Regions from separate parts of the Mus musculus genome. Here region 1 is linked to region 2. A link is a contact called in public promoter capture Hi-C data. All regions are on one chromosome and are shown on one strand. The core of a region is the stretch at or near the end of the contact, and the rest is flanking DNA. Distances in the headings are between cores, read along the strand shown.

Region 1 (3,235 bases), core at 159-2,658, 2.1 Mb after region 2:
TGACTGGCATGTGCCACCATGCCTCCCTTGGATGCTGGAGGATAAAATTCAGGGCTTCACGAACCCTTGGCAAACACTCTCTCCTACCAACGGAGCTATATCCCCAGGCCCTCAGTAAATGATAATTTAAACCCAAACCTCCCAGCATTGCAAACATAGGCCGCCAATGAGGAATGGAAAATCCATGAGCGGAATTCCTGATCTATAAATTTATTCTGTAGCAGAACTAAACTCTTTTTTTTTATTCTAACCTCCTTTATTATTATTTCATACCCGTTTGTGACTAGCTCTCTATCGCCATCTACCACAACCCCTCCCTCGCCCCACCCCCGGCAAACCGTGTAATTCTGCTCCTTACTCGTTCAAGTGGTCACCAGAACTAGAGGGAAGGCCCGATGTTCTTGAAAACGCTCAGCCAATGGCATTTTATATTTCTAGTGTCCTACAGTTAGGAGAGCTGTACGGACAGCTGACAGGGGAGTCTCCCCCCCCCCCCCCACCCCCCAGGGTTCCAGGAATGCTCCAACTCAGTTTTCCAAAACTACTTTAGCCAGAAGCACGGGCTTCGCAGCTAAAGGATCAAAGCTCGACAGCCCAGAGAATTCAGGCAACAAGCCTCAGTTCTGTGAAGCCGAAAGGGGTGGGGGCCGAAATCCAGGCGCTCTGTTTCGCTTTAGAGTAAATTTGCATGTGGTAAAACTAAAATTCTCCTCCCGGAAGGTCTCCCCACAGACATATTTGGGCTTGCAAACTTAGATTTCAACTTGAACACGCTCGTCAATGTGCACCGTGCTGTAACTGCTGTCATCTCTTTCCCATATGTGTGTTTCCCAGAAGCAACAAACCCTTACTTTCTAGGTTTGGGGAGAACACAGCTTGCAGTACGGAACTCCTCTCTCGACTTGCTCCAGGCTCAGGCTCACAAAGTTTGCACTCACCGAGGGGCGCCTGGTTCCAGGTCTCACACTTCCGAGCAAGGATAGGCAAGGCCCCACCTCCCTCGCCCCGGCCCATTCGCGCCCGGTGCAGTGCGGGGCTCGGCGTACCTGTCGCGCACTTTGCCACAGCGCAGCCCCATGTCCGTGCACTCGGTCTCACACACCGACACCCCCTTGCAGGACTTGATCGGGTAGATCCAAACCTTCGACACCGTGCCCACCTGCTGCAGCTGCCGGCGCCGCCGGGGACGCGTGCGACGCCAAGCTACGGTCCCCAGCGCCACCGCAGCCAGCCCCAGCGCGGCGACGCCGAGCCAGGTGGACCGCGGCTGCCCAGGGAGGCCGAGGCGAGCCAGAGCCGTAGAGCTGGAGGAACCCATGTTACACTATCCCGGGCAGGCCTGGGCTACTGGGCCGCGGTGTCGAGGCGGGGCTTAAGGCTCCGGGAGTGTGGGAGGAGCCAGGGTTGGCGCAGCCGCACTGCCTGTCAAACTTATGCTGCTCACGTCCAGATCAGTGTCGGCGGAGCCTGGCCCACGCCCATCGCGGGTGACAGCGTGGGGTGGTCACTTTCATTTTACTTTGTCTCTGTCCGCCTTTAAAGTGATCCCTCCCCCCATGACTCTTCAACCTGCTACACTCATTAACCCTTTTGCTTCTAAAAGGAGCACACTCAATTGTGCAAGAAGCTGCTGCACTGAAATGAAGCAGAATGGAGGAATGTTTCCTGGGGACAACTTTGGGATAGGTCTCCCGAAGATCGCGCAACTCTCTGGAACGCTCGGCTTCCATCTCTGCAGGTAGAGACAAAACTACTGGCGCGGCTTCTGGCAGCGTGACCTGAGGTTACAGGTACACCAGCCAATTAAGACAGCGCAAGGAAGGGAAAGGCTGCCAGAGCTTACCACTTGCTGAGGTCCGAATAGAGGACTCTGGTCGACTTTTCTCAGACAACGATCTAAACGGAATCCAAATGTCAGGCTTTGGCTAAGAGATAGCCCCAAGTTCAAGATCACGGTGGGCTATTGATGGCCAGGACCTGTCTCAGAAGCATCAATGATTAACTCATCAGTTGAAAGCCGCTCAACCCATAAAGGTCCTGGCTGCCAACACTGACATCTCGAATTCAGTCCCTGGGAGCCATGTGATAGAAGGGAGGGAACCATTTCTTGAACAAACAGAGAGAGTGGGAGGGAGAAGGAGAGGGGGACTGGGAAGGGGAGGGGAAGACTGAGACAAGAGACACGAGAGAGGAGAGGGTGGGAGGTGTACATGGAGAGACAGAAAGAGGAGACAGGGGGAGAATAAACGCTAAATAAATAAATGGCGAAATGACTCAGTGGTTAAGAGCACCCAGATGGACTCCCAGTACTTACATAGCAGATCGTATCTGTCTGCAATTCCAGTGCCAAGAGACCCCCACTCTCTCTGCCCCCTGCAGACCCCCACTCTCTCTGCCCCCTGCAGACCCCCACTCTCTCTGCCCCCCGCAGATAGCTGGAACACAGGTGGTACTCAGGCATACATGCGGGCAAAAACATCCACATACTTAAAATAAAAATAAAAATTTTAAAATAGCCAAGGGCTTAGAATGTTGAATTCTGCTGCGTGGACAGTCACCAGAGACGACAGACTTCTGCATGGGAGGAAAGACAGGACAGAGCCCCAACCTCTGTAACTGGCAGAGCAAGTGTGTTTGCTTCTGATAGGTGACACAGACTGAGAGAGCCTACCCATGTAGCACGTGTTCCCCCCCCCCTTCTCTGCCCCTTCACTTTCCCTCTGAAAAGCTCAATGCCTACTAGATCTGAGCTCATCCCCACTACAGACACACACTCTGTCAATAGTTACTTGATGGATAAAACCCAGGCTTCACAGTTTAACTGATGTCTGCCATTATTTTGTAAAAATTTCATTCAAGCAGACTACTGGGATAAGAACAGACTTTCTTACATAGGATGGGAGTTGGTTTATTTTTCAAAGGATGGTTCTTTGCATCAAGACATAATCTGTCCAAGGCCTCTTGAGGAGGCCAATCTGTTGTCCCCTCCAAAGTAGGACTAAGCCACCTGCTGGAGAAGAGGTTTTTTTTTTAAGAAAAACATTTGCTTAAACCAGTGTGTGTGCACATGTGTGTGTGCACATGTGTGTGTGTGTGTAGCCACATTTCCACTTACATCTTCATGCATTAGCATCTCATAAGCATCTTAAATCTCTTCCCAGGAGTATGTGTTATATAGTATTATAATGACCTATATATGGGTTACCTACAAATTCTAGAGCACTGGTTCTCAACC
Region 2 (3,571 bases), core at 277-2,776:
ACAGCTATTTTTAAAACGGTAGATATTTTATTGAGAATAAGCTAGAATAAATATTCAATTTGCAGCGAACAATCTTAGGACCTTGGAAACACAGAAAAATGCCCAAGTAATGCTTTGGGCTTCAGAGTTCAGGCTTTAGCAGAAATGCATTTGTGATAACCAAAACTGTTCAACTTACTCCGTGCAAAGCTGACATCTCAATTTTACAAATCGAAAAAAAAAATCAACAACATTGAACTAGATTTATCTACTAAAAGCTAATTTCTCCTGCAAGAATTTGTTAAAATTACTCGCAGTAAAAGCCAACACGGTAAAAGCTGTAATTTCCAAACTACCTTCAGTATGTGAGATTTTGGGAAAGTCGATAGAAGGACGAGATGATTTGGTGGCTGTATCAGAAACATGGTTTTTCATATCCACAAATTGCTACAGAATAATGGGGATCCAGTGGTTCAAAAATACTGCCTGCCGGCCCTACCTCATTAAGGCACACCCCTTAATCACCAAGGCTCACACAAGTACCCTAGGAGCCGGCCCAGACCTCAGAGGGAGGTCTAGCTTGCTGGGGAACAGCAAAGGTTGGGAGAACAGAGCTAGCAGCAGGCTGAACTTAAGACACCAGGAAGGGACCGCTGACCAGGGGAACGTTCTTTCCTGGGGACCCCTGATCCTTTCGGGTTCTTACCCAAAGGAAATAAGCTTCCGGTGATATCCAGCTTTCCCGCATTGGCACCCATCATCTCACTGCCCGGTCACTTGTCTCCCTGAGGGAGAGCCTCTCAAGAGAAAGCTCCGAGAGATGCTTGCGTCTATCTCCAAGGCAGCCAAGAGGGAAAATGCCGACGGTGCAAGGGACGGGAGACAGAGACCCAGCCTCCTCGGGCTGTCCACTGGGCTCTAGGGGAAGCTCACACCCGTGGAGATGTTCGGGGTCACCAAGAACTTGAGGTTTTAGCAGCAAGGGTTGTGCTTACACCGCCCCATTCAAGTTAACCCTGTCATCGGTGATGGTCCTGGGTGGGATCATCCTGTCCACCTCCACCTTCGAGGTCACAGCCTCTGGTGGCACACACGGGGCTAAGGGCTCCAGAGGCCACTGGTGAAGGATCGCGGCGCAGACCTGCGGTGTGTGCGCGTGCGTGTGCCTGGGTATGTGTGCGTGCATACGCGTATGCGCGTGTGTGAATGCGTGTGCGTGTGTGCCGCCGCCTGGCGACTCGTGCCCGACAGGTGCAGGCGCGCCGGCTTCCCATTGGCCACGGCGTCCTCCTCCGCCCACGCCATCCCCTTACCCCTGCTACCGGCGCTGGCTGGGACCCGCCGAGGCGCGTGCAGGCCCGCGCGCCCCTGCCCTTCCCGCGCGCGCCCGGGCCTCGTCCCTTCCTCCCCCTCTCCGCGCCGCCGCCGCGCGCTCCCGAGCTCAGGTAGCGGGCGCGCGCAGCCCGGCAGCCGTGGCCCTCGTCACCCCCGCCCCCGGCCACTCGGGGGAGCCCGGGGAGGGAGCGCGCGGCGGGACGGGCGGGGGCGGTGTAGCCCGGCAGCCGCCGAGGCTTCCGTCTCGCTCGCTCGCTCGCTCCTCTGTCTTGCTCGCTCGCTCGCTTGCTTGCTCGCGCAGAGGCGGCAGCAGAGGTCGCGCACAGATGCGGGTTAGACTGGCGGGGGGAGGAGGCGGAGGAGGGAAGGAAGCTGCATGCATGAGACCCACAGGTAAGAGCCGGAGCCCGGAAGGGGCTTGCCTGCCCCGGGGAGGCGTGCGCAGGCCGGGCTGGGCGAGTTGGCTCCTGGCTCAGCTCCCCTAAGGGAGGAATTTTTAAAATAAAAATAACAGCTCAGATTTCATAAGGGACTGGGGCAATAGGAGCCTCCCAATCCTTGGAAAAGCAGAGAAGTATCCAGGGGCAGCAGGGGGCACATTGTGAGATTCCTCAGAGTGAAATGTACAGGCCCGGGGAAAAGTGTTTTCTCAGCCGCTTGATGCTATAAGGCTTTAGACTTTCCTGTCATGATCAGAGCCGCTGAATCCCGGGGACCAGCACAGAGCCAGTGTGCACTAACCCCTGTCCTCTCTCCCCTCCTCCATCCCTCCCGCACGCGCAGTATCCCATGGTGGCTGCTACTCTCTGGACCCTGCATGGGGGGTGGCAGGGAGGATCTCGCTGTGGGAAAGGGGGCGGGGGCTGCGCAGGGGCGAACAGGGATGGGATGGGATGGAGCCCGCAAAGCCCAGGCACCGGGCCCCCAGGGTGGAGGAGGGAGAGCTTGGCCCCAGAGCCCGGGCAACCCCGGGGTATTGTCGTGTTCCGCTCCTGGTTGCAGACTCTCGCAAGCTGGATGCCCTCTGTGGATGAAAGATGTATCATGGAATGAACCCGAGCAATGGAGATGGATTTCTAGAGCAGCAGCTGCAGCAACAGCAGCCTCAGTCCCCCCAGAGACTCTTGGCCGTGATCCTGTGGTTTCAACTGGCGCTGTGCTTTGGCCCTGCACAGCTCACGGGTGGTGAGTGACCCCGCTGTGGTGGGGGGAGCTTTGAATGGCCCAGCAGGGAGGGGAGACTGTACCGACCGGACAGCACTGCGCCTTCTGCATACGTGCAGACTTTAGGGGTGCCTGAGAAATAGAGTCCCTGTGTCCCAGCCTTCTGCAAAACCCCTGGAGTTCACAGAAAATTGTGTGGAACCGGTGTAGGTTCGCACACCCACCGGCAGCCCAATTGGGCTTTTCTGAAGGAAGGATAAGAAGCCTGGCACATTTTCCCATTTTGGCCCAGAGGAAAAAGAGGATCAAAGGAGTGTGTGGGGGTGGGGGTGGGGGGAAGCAGTGTATTTGTAGCCCTTCGACCCTTGATCTTTGCCCTTCACACACAGGTCAGGTTTGGGCTTCTGGATTTGAACTACTTTAGAATAAACCGTCTTGAAGAATGTGAAGGGTCTGAAAACATGGTCAGACCAGTTGAAGGACAGGTTTATTTGAAAGTTAACTTTCTCTTTCTTGGAGGTGGTGTGCTGAGGCATGTCTGTGACTGTTGGGGGTGGGGAAGGGCTGCAGAGTTCCCTTCAGGTATGTTTCTGGAAGACTGCTTAGCGAGGTCTGAATTACGGTGGGGATTAAGTCAAGGACTCTTCTGTGAAGTGGAAGTTCTGAAACCAAATTGATAGCCCCAGTCCCTGTAAGGCGGCTAATCTATAATATGCTTGATTCCAAGCGAGAGGGCTATCTTTTGGTTGTGGTCAAGGAAGACAGATGGAGTTCCGGTCTGAATTTCTCCCCCTTAAGTCTCCCCCTTTCTTCCTTGTGCACCACCGTCCATCATTCCTGCCTGTTCCGGATCCTCCTTGAGACATTGCTGATGTGGGCTTGTGAAGGACAGGCTTGCGTTCTCCTAGCCGAAATACAGAGGATGCCTAAGTAGATAGATTGTCATTTGACGAAACACAAGTATTGCTTGGCGTAAATGAACCATTTCCACATTGGAAAATATTGCTGTCTCGGAGACTTTGAAGGTGAAGACGGGGCAAATAAAGTGAGCAGACATTTAGCAAAACTGAGGGAGGAGAATGATAGCGTAGGC

Evidence for each region. Promoter capture Hi-C pulls out the DNA fragments that hold promoters and counts their contacts.
Region 1: a promoter capture Hi-C map of embryonic stem cells shows a contact between it and region 2, with 10 times the contacts expected there. The contact joins the promoter of Mtarc2 here to the promoter of Susd4 in region 2. A contact is called at or near these places in 2 of 39 promoter capture datasets (embryonic stem cells and liver) and 1 of 9 other capture datasets (liver).

What each region holds. Positions count from the first base shown.
Region 1 is chr1:184,844,500-184,847,734 of GRCm38.p6, forward strand. It overlaps Mtarc2 (mitochondrial amidoxime reducing component 2), which reads right to left and starts at 1,409. Exons shown (of 8, transcript NM_133684.4): 1 at 1,047-1,409. The coding sequence starts at 1,318. It overlaps Gm34451 (a long non-coding RNA gene), which reads left to right and starts at 1,348. Exons shown (of 2, transcript XR_865818.3): 1 at 1,348-1,738.
Region 2 is chr1:182,762,690-182,766,260 of GRCm38.p6, forward strand. It overlaps Susd4 (sushi domain containing 4), which reads left to right and starts at 1,527. Exons shown (of 9, transcript NM_001356461.1): 1 at 1,527-1,707; 2 at 2,317-2,499. The coding sequence starts at 2,352.